Linked DNA regions of Rattus norvegicus: region 1 is linked to region 2. The links are chromatin contacts, called in public Hi-C maps. All regions are on one chromosome and are shown on one strand. The core of a region is the stretch at or near the end of the contact, and the rest is flanking DNA. Distances in the headings are between cores, read along the strand shown.

What was found. A called contact is a pair of places that touch in the nucleus more often than the background predicts.
Region 1: a contact with region 2 is called in a Hi-C map of kidney, with 4 times the contacts expected there. The contact joins two enhancer-like sites. A contact is called at or near these places in 3 of 12 Hi-C or Micro-C datasets (Schwann cells, kidney and psoas muscle).

What each region holds. Positions count from the first base shown.
Region 1 is chr8:29,807,131-29,811,806 of GRCr8, reverse strand. No RefSeq gene overlaps it. Among named protein-coding and RNA genes, the nearest start is that of Bmper, 200 kb to the left of the region's middle. Within about 2 kb of position 2,051, at least 6 of the 93 cell types and tissues checked have an H3K27ac peak or open chromatin away from gene starts, as enhancers often do.
Region 2 is chr8:29,559,557-29,563,843 of GRCr8, reverse strand. All of the region lies in intron 19 of Bbs9 (Bardet-Biedl syndrome 9), which reads right to left. Among named protein-coding and RNA genes, the nearest start is that of Bbs9, 270 kb to the right of the region's middle. Within about 2 kb of position 2,458, at least 2 of the 93 cell types and tissues checked have an H3K27ac peak or open chromatin away from gene starts, as enhancers often do.

The DNA.
Region 1 (4,676 bases), core at 802-3,301, 250 kb before region 2:
GGTGCTGTGACTAAGCAGCTTCCGGGTTCTCAGCCTCTCCACGGTGCTGACAGCCATAGTAGGACCCCCCCCCCCACCGCCGCCCATCTGACATAACACAAAATTCCTTCTTATATTAATTTGGTTGGTTCTGTTCCTCTAGAGAAGCAGGACTCCACTACTGAGGACATTAAGTAGCTATGTTTCTGTTCTAGTGCTTTCTATCTTAGAATTTTAAGATAAACACAAAAGAACTATTTTGCAATCTTTGGGTTTTTCCGTCAATAGTTAAAATTGTAAGTTATATTGTAAAATTTGGATATTTGTGTGTTTTGCTCCGTTTTCTGGTCTGTTTTGTTTGTTTGCTTGTTTTCTAAGCTATGGAATTTTTTTTTTAATACAATGATGTGTTAGAATTCCCCATGAAACATTTTGAGCCTGATGTTTCTGTGATGGACTGCTTTCTGACAACTTTACATCTTCTGTGGGAATATATTGGTTTGGATTCTCTCTCTTTTCTGGGGTCAGTTTTAGAAGTCTACATTCCTGGAAAGTTGTCTCTCGGATCTGATGATGCCTCAGATTAAAAAAAAAAAATCTGAGTTTTTAATTCCCCCAACTTCTATCTTTGTCGGTTTACAACTTTACAGATAAAAGGGGAATTTTCTATTATATAGCCAGAATGAGAAGGGAAAGCCCTTTTAACTACGGTACAGCCTCTGCAGCCATACGATAAACCCAACAGCTCTCACTCGAAAAAACATAGTAACGGGCTGGAGAGATGGCTCAGAGGTTAAGAGCACTGACTGCTCTTCCAGAGGTCCTGAGTTCAATTCCCAGCAACCACATGGTGGCTCACAACCACCTATAATCAGGTCTGGTGCCCTCTTCTGGCCTGTAGTTGCATACATGCAGGCAGAAAGCTGTATGATGTATACATAATAAATAAATAAATAAATAAATAAATAAATAAATAAATAAATAAATAAATAAAAAGAAAAAACATAGTAACAAAACTCTTTAGATAGGAGAAAACATTCTGTAGGCATAGTCAAAGGTTTAATAATGAATTTTGGGAAGCAGCAAATTATATGATAAAGCAGAAATAATATTCTCGAATAGGTTTATGGTGGTGTGCGTGTATGTGGGAACCAAACCCAAGGTCCTGTAGAGGAAAATGCTTTACCACTAAACCGCACTGTCCTTTTTTTTTTTTTTTTTTTTTTGAGGCTGGACCTTCTTATGTGGCTCAGACTGGCCTCAAACTATTGATCTCTTCACTTCTGCCTTTGGAGAGCTATGGTTTGAGGTACACACCGGTAGGAGATACACGGAAAGCATTTGTAAACATTAAGAAATTCAGTCTTGTAGAGCTCAGTCTTGTAGAAACTAAGCAAGATGTGTGCCCATGTTATTCAGGGAAAGATGACATAGTAAGCGTAGAACGTCTAGAAGATACTTCCCCACACATGACGCCTGAAGGAGAAAAACATCCCAGCAAGACCATTTTTAAGTAAGCCCTTGAGGTCGGCTGGAAATTTGTTTTATGACTCCATGGAAGCTGTACACACCCTCAGTGGTCTGTACCTGGTGCCATATGAACACCATGTGACTAAGTGATAGACCGTAGTGTTTAATGATGGCAAGAGAAACACTCTGTAAGGGTCCCGGTAGTACCACACCAACCATCTAGGGCCTGACGACTCGAGGTACATACCTGGTTGAACTCCCAGATCCTGAGTTGGGAAATACGGAGGGTGAGTTGTACAGGCAGAAATTGTCAACATTCGATCACACGCTTGTACGTGGCAGGGAGAACTAAACCTCACATGTATCCAAGGAGGGAAACCCGAGCCCATCCATCACCTAGGAAAATGCCTGGACTCTGACATTACACCTGCAGAAACATAAGCTGCAGTTCGGGCCAGGAGAGAGCGACAGCCAAGTGCAGCTCCTGACACCAGCTCTGCTTACACACAGCCCCTTAAACTCTCTCCGGATGGGGACAGTTTTCACACAATGGAGGACAGGAGCCACTACATGCTCTCCAGCACTTGTTGATGTTGGCTGGGGTGTCCCCGCAGCTGTTTCTCTTCCCTGGGTTAGACATCGAGGGATCTCGCAGCTCACACTGCTCAGCAGCCCCCAGCCATCTGATCTCAGCCACACAACACCCCAAGTCTTCAAACAATGAGAAACCACAGATGAGAATGCTCCTCCTACCCCTAATGGCTTTAAGATGTGACACAGAGTTGCCCTCTCCTCCGCCTTTTAATTCAAGCCACTCTATTAATTCTGTTACCCCCGACGTGATTGCCTTCACTCTAAAATTTTTGTTGACATGCCCTTCATTTCAAATCTGTGCCACATTTCTAGAGAAAGCATTTGTGCAAAAGCGACCCCGCCCCCCTCCCTTAGGGTGCACCACCCACCTGCAAACACAGTCTGAATTCTCACTGGCAGCAGGAGCAGAGCCTCGGACTTCTTTTATCAAAACTGGTCATGATCCTAATAGAACAAATTCCATGTCCACCTCATTTCTTGCCCTGCCCCACCCCCGCCCCCAACCCCAACCAATGCGTCTCTTCCTTTGCTCTGGGAATAAAAGGCAGCACTGAAAGGGTTAACTCCCTAGCAAGGCATTTTGCTGACCCAGTGTGAGATGGATTGGACCGAATTCAATTTAGCTGCAGTCAACAGGAAAGTAGGAAGGAAAATAGGATTTAACAAACAAAGCATTTAAAAAAAAAAAAGAGGCGGAGGGGGAGCCCACAGCAGGAAATAATTATTTGAGCAATTGTTCACTTTGTTAAAGGACTGGCGGGGATGAATATCCACCCGGACGCTCTGCTGTGCTCGTGGTTTCCCTGCAACACCCTGTCTGCTCCAATTAGTTACAAAAGTGGTTCTCCGGGCTGGAGAAAACGTGTGATTGTGTTGTGTGTCGGGGGAGCGGGGGAGCGGAGGCATATGTCACTGAAGCAGAGTCCGGCACCAGCTCGCTCTGGCCAAACCTGCAGTGGTCTCCAGAATGGAATGAGAATGAAAGCCTGCCTGCCAACAGAAGTGGTTTACAGAAATAATTCACTGACCATTCCATCTGCCTCCGATTAGGCATGTTAAACGGTTCAGCTCAAGTTAGCATTTCTAACATTTAGATATACAAAAATAAACAAAGCCACATATTTTATCACATATTTGCATTTGGAAAAAAAAAAAAAAAACCTCCTCACCTCCCTCAGCTCAGACTCTCTTTCATCTCACCCCCCACCCCCCACCCCTGCCCTTAGAACATCTACACTAAAACCATGAAGGCTTCCAAAAGAGAGCTCAGAGGAGAAGCAAGAGCTCCTCTTTGGAAAGGCAAGGGAAAATAATATTTTCAGAATAAAAATCTTTCAATCTGTAAAAGGAGTTTATAGCCTTGCCCCAGGAAAGTCAGCCAAAGGTCCAACTGGTGTGAGAACAGAAGGGTTCTGGGGAGCCCGGACTTAGCAGTTTACACTGCTCCAACTCTGGGGTGAGGAAGGCAAGCCAGTAACCTCCTGAAGGACAACCATCTACTACCATGGGGAGACCCACTAAACGCGTTTCGGTCACCTAAATTAGAAACCAAGGTGACGAGACACAGGTAAATAGCAAATGAAGAGTGTTCAGAATTCTTTTCTAAATTATTCTTTTGTCCCATCCACTTATACAACTGTATATCAATCATATCCGTCTAATCGGTACCATGTGCGGAATTCTGGCTGATTCAACGTCACCTTTAAAGTTTACTTTTCTATTTTCATTGCATATTATTGCTTTACTACTTTGCTGCATTACTAATTTACTAATATATTTTATTAGTATTCTTTCTGCACAGGGGTAACAGCTAAAACACCGGCTAGTGAGGTAAACCCCTCAAGGTCAACAGCTAGGATGGACAGGAAACCTGGGTTGGTGTCTGGACACATGACTCCAGGTCCAACTGTCTCCTGCTCCTCTGTACACAGAAAAATCAAAAGGATCAGGGTCCTGGAGCCATTTCTCAGAGCCAGACGGAGGAGCGGGCAGGGCCTGGGATAGCTGGACAGACCAGAAGCTGGCAAGGATACCTTGCAGGCTTCAGCTTCTAGCTGTGAACTCCGAAGGACTTTTGTCCCGGCTAAGACAAGGTGCTTAGGTGCTGGCTGTCCTATAGAACCAATGATCCAGAGCTTCTTCCTTCTCGTGGGTTAAGTCTGCCTGTAACTAGGGCACGGCTGATGGTTGCAGGCTCTGGGTCCAGCAGGCAGCCAAGGGATACAGTGCTTCAAAGGACATTTCAGGCGTGCCTTTACTTAAGACCCTGTAGGACCCAGTGTTAGAAAATTGTCATGACTGTAATGCTTTAGGACTTGCCTGGAGGCAGGCTAGGGTGGAGAGTTTCCAGCACCCAAGGTAACTGGAAGTGTCGAGCAAGGAAGGTGAAAAGCCGGTCTAACATTTCCATTTACCTACTCTGTCTGTCTGAAGAAGTGTCATTAATTCAAACCATCTCGAACGAGGCTTGATGATGTGTGAGAGCGGAAGCCACAGCACCAGGCCTCTCACATCCTGCAGATTCTCTGCTCGCAGCGATCGATCGATGATTCCCTCATCCCTCCACCCCCTCCTCTGTCGTGCTGCGAAAACCTCCCGGTGCTGACCACTAATGCAAACGTGCGCGCGCGTGG
Region 2 (4,287 bases), core at 1,209-3,708:
CTTCTTGAATTCTCTCCTACATTTTCCTACGTGCAATGTTTTCCAGTCTCCTCGTGCCAATGTTTTTCTCTGCAAACCGGACCGTATAAACCTCTGGGTTTATTTTAGTCTAAGTTTGATAAATGTTACTTAAAGCAAGTCTTCCTTTTTGTTTTAACACCAAAAATTAGATCCACATTTATTTAGAATTCAAGGCCCTTGTGCTTGTATTCTTATAAGATTTCCATCCCCAGCAGGCTGCCAGTGAAAGGTCAGGCAGGGTCTCAGAAGTAGGCGGCAGAAGTCCCTGGCTTAGCAGTTCAGTGTGGCCTGTAGTTGTTCCACGAGAAGGCGATGTCAAGTGAGCTTGCCTGGGCCCCAAAGTGTTTTCTTACTCCTCATTTCTTCCAGCCTCTCCCTGCCAGTGCCTTCGGTTTCTGACCTGGCAGACAAGTTCCGATCCACAGGAGCCTGTCGCCCACCCAGGCTCTCTCCAGAGAACGCCTGCTGGAGCAATCAGTGGCAGTGCCCTGACCATGTGAGAGCGGGGAAGGGAGGCAGCAACTGTATCTAGAACCGTCTTTGTGTTTGTGGGAAAGAAAGGGAAGGGTGGCTCTCCATTCAGAGGAGAGGGATGAAAAAAATGACAGGGAATCAGCGCAGTCCGGTACCCAGCTTCTCCAGGACACCCTGGATAAGTGCTTGTACTCACCACTCAGCTTCCTGTCTGGCGAGAGCAAGGATGGATGAGAGCACAGTAGAGAAGCGTAGAGCCAGCACTCCACGCCACTGTGATATTCCCATAAGCTGATGGTGATAGTTCAGTCCACATGTGTCCTCCCTCTCAGGAAGCTCCAATCTCCTCAGTCAAGTCAGGCACTGCAACCCCGCACGGCTCCGGCCTGCTACATCTTAGTAGCCGTGAGGTGAGAAAGCACAATTTCATCCCCACAGGTTAAAACCAAATGTTACAAGTTTGTGCTTCCTTTCCAGAGAGACCGTCTCAAAAGGAGAAGGGAAAAAAATCATCCAGGAAAGTCCTTGAAAACGTGGCACACAGATTAAATTCTTCTGTGAAGTTATACGAAAACTGCTTTCTAAACCTCATTTCATGGGCCATTTTTGAGATGTTTTTAAAGACTTATTTCACATATGCATGCCTGTGTATATGTGTGTGTGCACATGTGCCTGTGTGTATCTGTGTGTATGTGCATGGACATGCACATGTGTATGTGTATGTTTGTGTGTGAGTAAGGTAACAGTTCTAATTCTTTGAGGCCGAGTCTGTCCTTGAACTTAGAGACTAGCTGGTCGGCAAGTGATAGCTTGGATCCTCCCATCCACCTCCCCTTATGCCAAGATCAGAAGAGCAGGTGGCAAACCCCTACTGTGTTGGAGCTAGGGACCCAAAGTCAGGTCCTCATGTTTGCAAAGCACACAGCATGCACTTCATCAACCAAGCCTTTTTCTTGAAGTTCTGAGAAGTTCTCTCATCAGTGCCGGTTTCTTATGCGTTAGGAGAGTTGCCAGGCATTTGTCTGAAACTTTCATCAGAATTACCAAAGAAACTTTTAAATAACATTTCTCTTTTTTGAAATGAACAGAATGCAGGGTTGAGAGCAGGAATCTGTATTTGTTTAATGTTCTTTCCTAGATGAAACCCCAGGAAACACAAAAACCACTAAGGCATAAAGAGCGCACCTCGGAGTAGCACCACCGAGGCTGACAGGAAGAAGTGCTCTGTGGGAACCTGTCACTCTCTGGTTTTGGAAGAATGGTGAACAGGAGTTTCTCTGTTTTAGAATTATATACCATGTAGGGTTTCTATGTTCCTGAATACATTGCTTCTTTTTGTTATTTATTTTTGAGATTGTAATCTAATTATGTTTCGCCCTCTCCATTCTTCCCTACAAACCCATCCATACATCTCTCCCCACTCTCCTCCAATTTTATGGCCTCTTTTTTCATTAATAGTTATTGCAGGCATGCACACTCACACACACACACACACACACACACACACATACACACATACACACACGCACACACAACACACATACAACACACACACATACACAAAACACTTTTTAAAATTATTCCTCAGACATAGAATTGAAAAGATTGAATTTTCAAAAATAAAAGTCTGCACCTATATGTAACATACAGGTAAAAATACTGAGAAAAATCAGTCATCCTTGCTTAGTGTCTGAAAAGCCTGCGTTACCAGGGGCTGCAGAAAATAAGGTAACAACAATTTTAAAAAACCAAAAAACACCCAACGGCTCAAAGCAAAGCATAGCTCCTGCTAAGAAGCTGGTCCCAGTTCTGTAAACATCGATGCTGTCCTTTGACGTTAGTTGGTAGGGTCCTTTTCACTCTCCCACCTGTCAGAACCTGATCTACTTAGAATTCTCTCTTCATTTTTCAAGTGCACATTCAGCTTCTCTCTGATTGCAGCTGCCCCCTGGTGGCTGCTTGCCCCACCTCAGATCTCGGTAGTGTGAGGGAAACTGACATAACTCAACCTTGAAAGGAAGAGCAGACACTACAGTCAGCCGCCTGGTGCTCTGGCTGGGATACACACTCTTGCAAGTTTGCTGTCTCTGGGCCTTTTCGGTTATTTTCTAAAGCAGATGCAGGTTTGAAGTTTATCCACTCGGAAAACAGTGGAGGGAATTTCTGAGCTTTTTTGGTACCTACATGGGTTATGCCCCTCCTTATTTGCTTCAAACAATGTGATGCCCTACTAAGTATCTCAGCCAGGGCCCTGACTCAACACGAGTCGGACCCATCACACCCATCACACAGTGTTTCTACAGGCCGAGACTGCTGCTGCTCCAGCCTGCAGACCGTGTGTGCACTGAGCGGGACCAGTGCGCCTATGCCTTAGCTGCCAATCACGTGGTACAAGCAAGCTTGCTAACGCTTCAGACCCTAGGCCAGCACTTCCAGCATCTCGCCCACTGTCTCTATCTTCCACTGCCTGTGCCTCTTGGCTCCAGACCCTCACTGTGAGCACCGTGCTAGCCAGTTAGGAAGTGCCACCCACTTCTAATGGACAGTCATTCACTGGGTCATCCTGCGTAAGATTTCTTCATAGGCTTTCCTGTGCCAACCATATTTCAAACAGATATTCTAATAGACAAAGTGAATAGAGTCTATTCTTTATGTTCTCTAAGGACTAATAGTTTCTCTGATAATCAGCTCTTTTGTCTTGGAAGCCAAATACAGTAATTTGACTCTTTTCTTTAAAATGTATTTTTGTTATCTATGAACATGTGTTTGTGTCTGTGTTCAGTTTGCCGTGTGCTTGCAGGTCTCCTTGAGGATCCCCGGAGCTGACATCACGGGTAATTAAAAGCTGGCCAATACAGGTGCTGGGAATCAAAAGAGCAGAACGTGCTTTAAATCTTTAAGCCATTTCTCTGGGCCTTTTCCTAAAGCATCATGGCATAAATAGAAAATAATATTATTTTATGTAACATTTTTAATTCTTTGAGAATTTCACAGATGCGTGTAATAGATCTTAACAATTATTCTTTTTAAAGCATGAGTTGGAGTAAAATAAAGGCTTTGTGATGGAAAGTAATAAAACTTGCACCCCTGTTTTCTTTCTTAACTAATATATCTCAAAGTTCCAAACACGGTTTAAGTATCACCACGGTGAAATCATACACTAGTAACATATCTCCCTCTCTCTCTAAAAACCAAGTTGGCTAGAAACCAGAAAGAGAAGCATCTCAAAGTGAATTACCAACACAAGAAAAGCAGCCGGTCTGCGGCAGTGAAGACAGACTCCACGCACACGGGAATCTCCAGCATCCGTGATGCTGCTTCATCATGGGGCGACAGGAGTCTCCTGCACGCTCTGGGAAGCAGTGTGGCCCGTGCTTTCCAAAGAGCAAGTGCACCCAAGCACAGCGGCTGGTGAAGAGCAACGGCAGCTCCTAAGTCTACAGCACCAGGAGGTCATGCACGACTCACATGTACAGAGCAGGAGCTCATGCACGACTCACATGTACAGAGCACCATGAGCACATACATGACTTGCATGTACAGGGAGAAAACACTCCAAGCATGATAAACCACATGGCCCCATTTAAAAGTATCTGTACGCTTAGATTTTATACGTAATAGCACATATTCACAAACCTGAAGGCATGTATACCAAATGGAAATTATGTAGTTTCAGTGGCTAGATTTGGGTGGTGGCTATGTCTTTCTCCATATCTGTATTTTCTGATGTAGAATTCTTTGTCATGTTGAGATATGCCATGCTGAATTTTTCCACGCTGTATGGCACCGTTG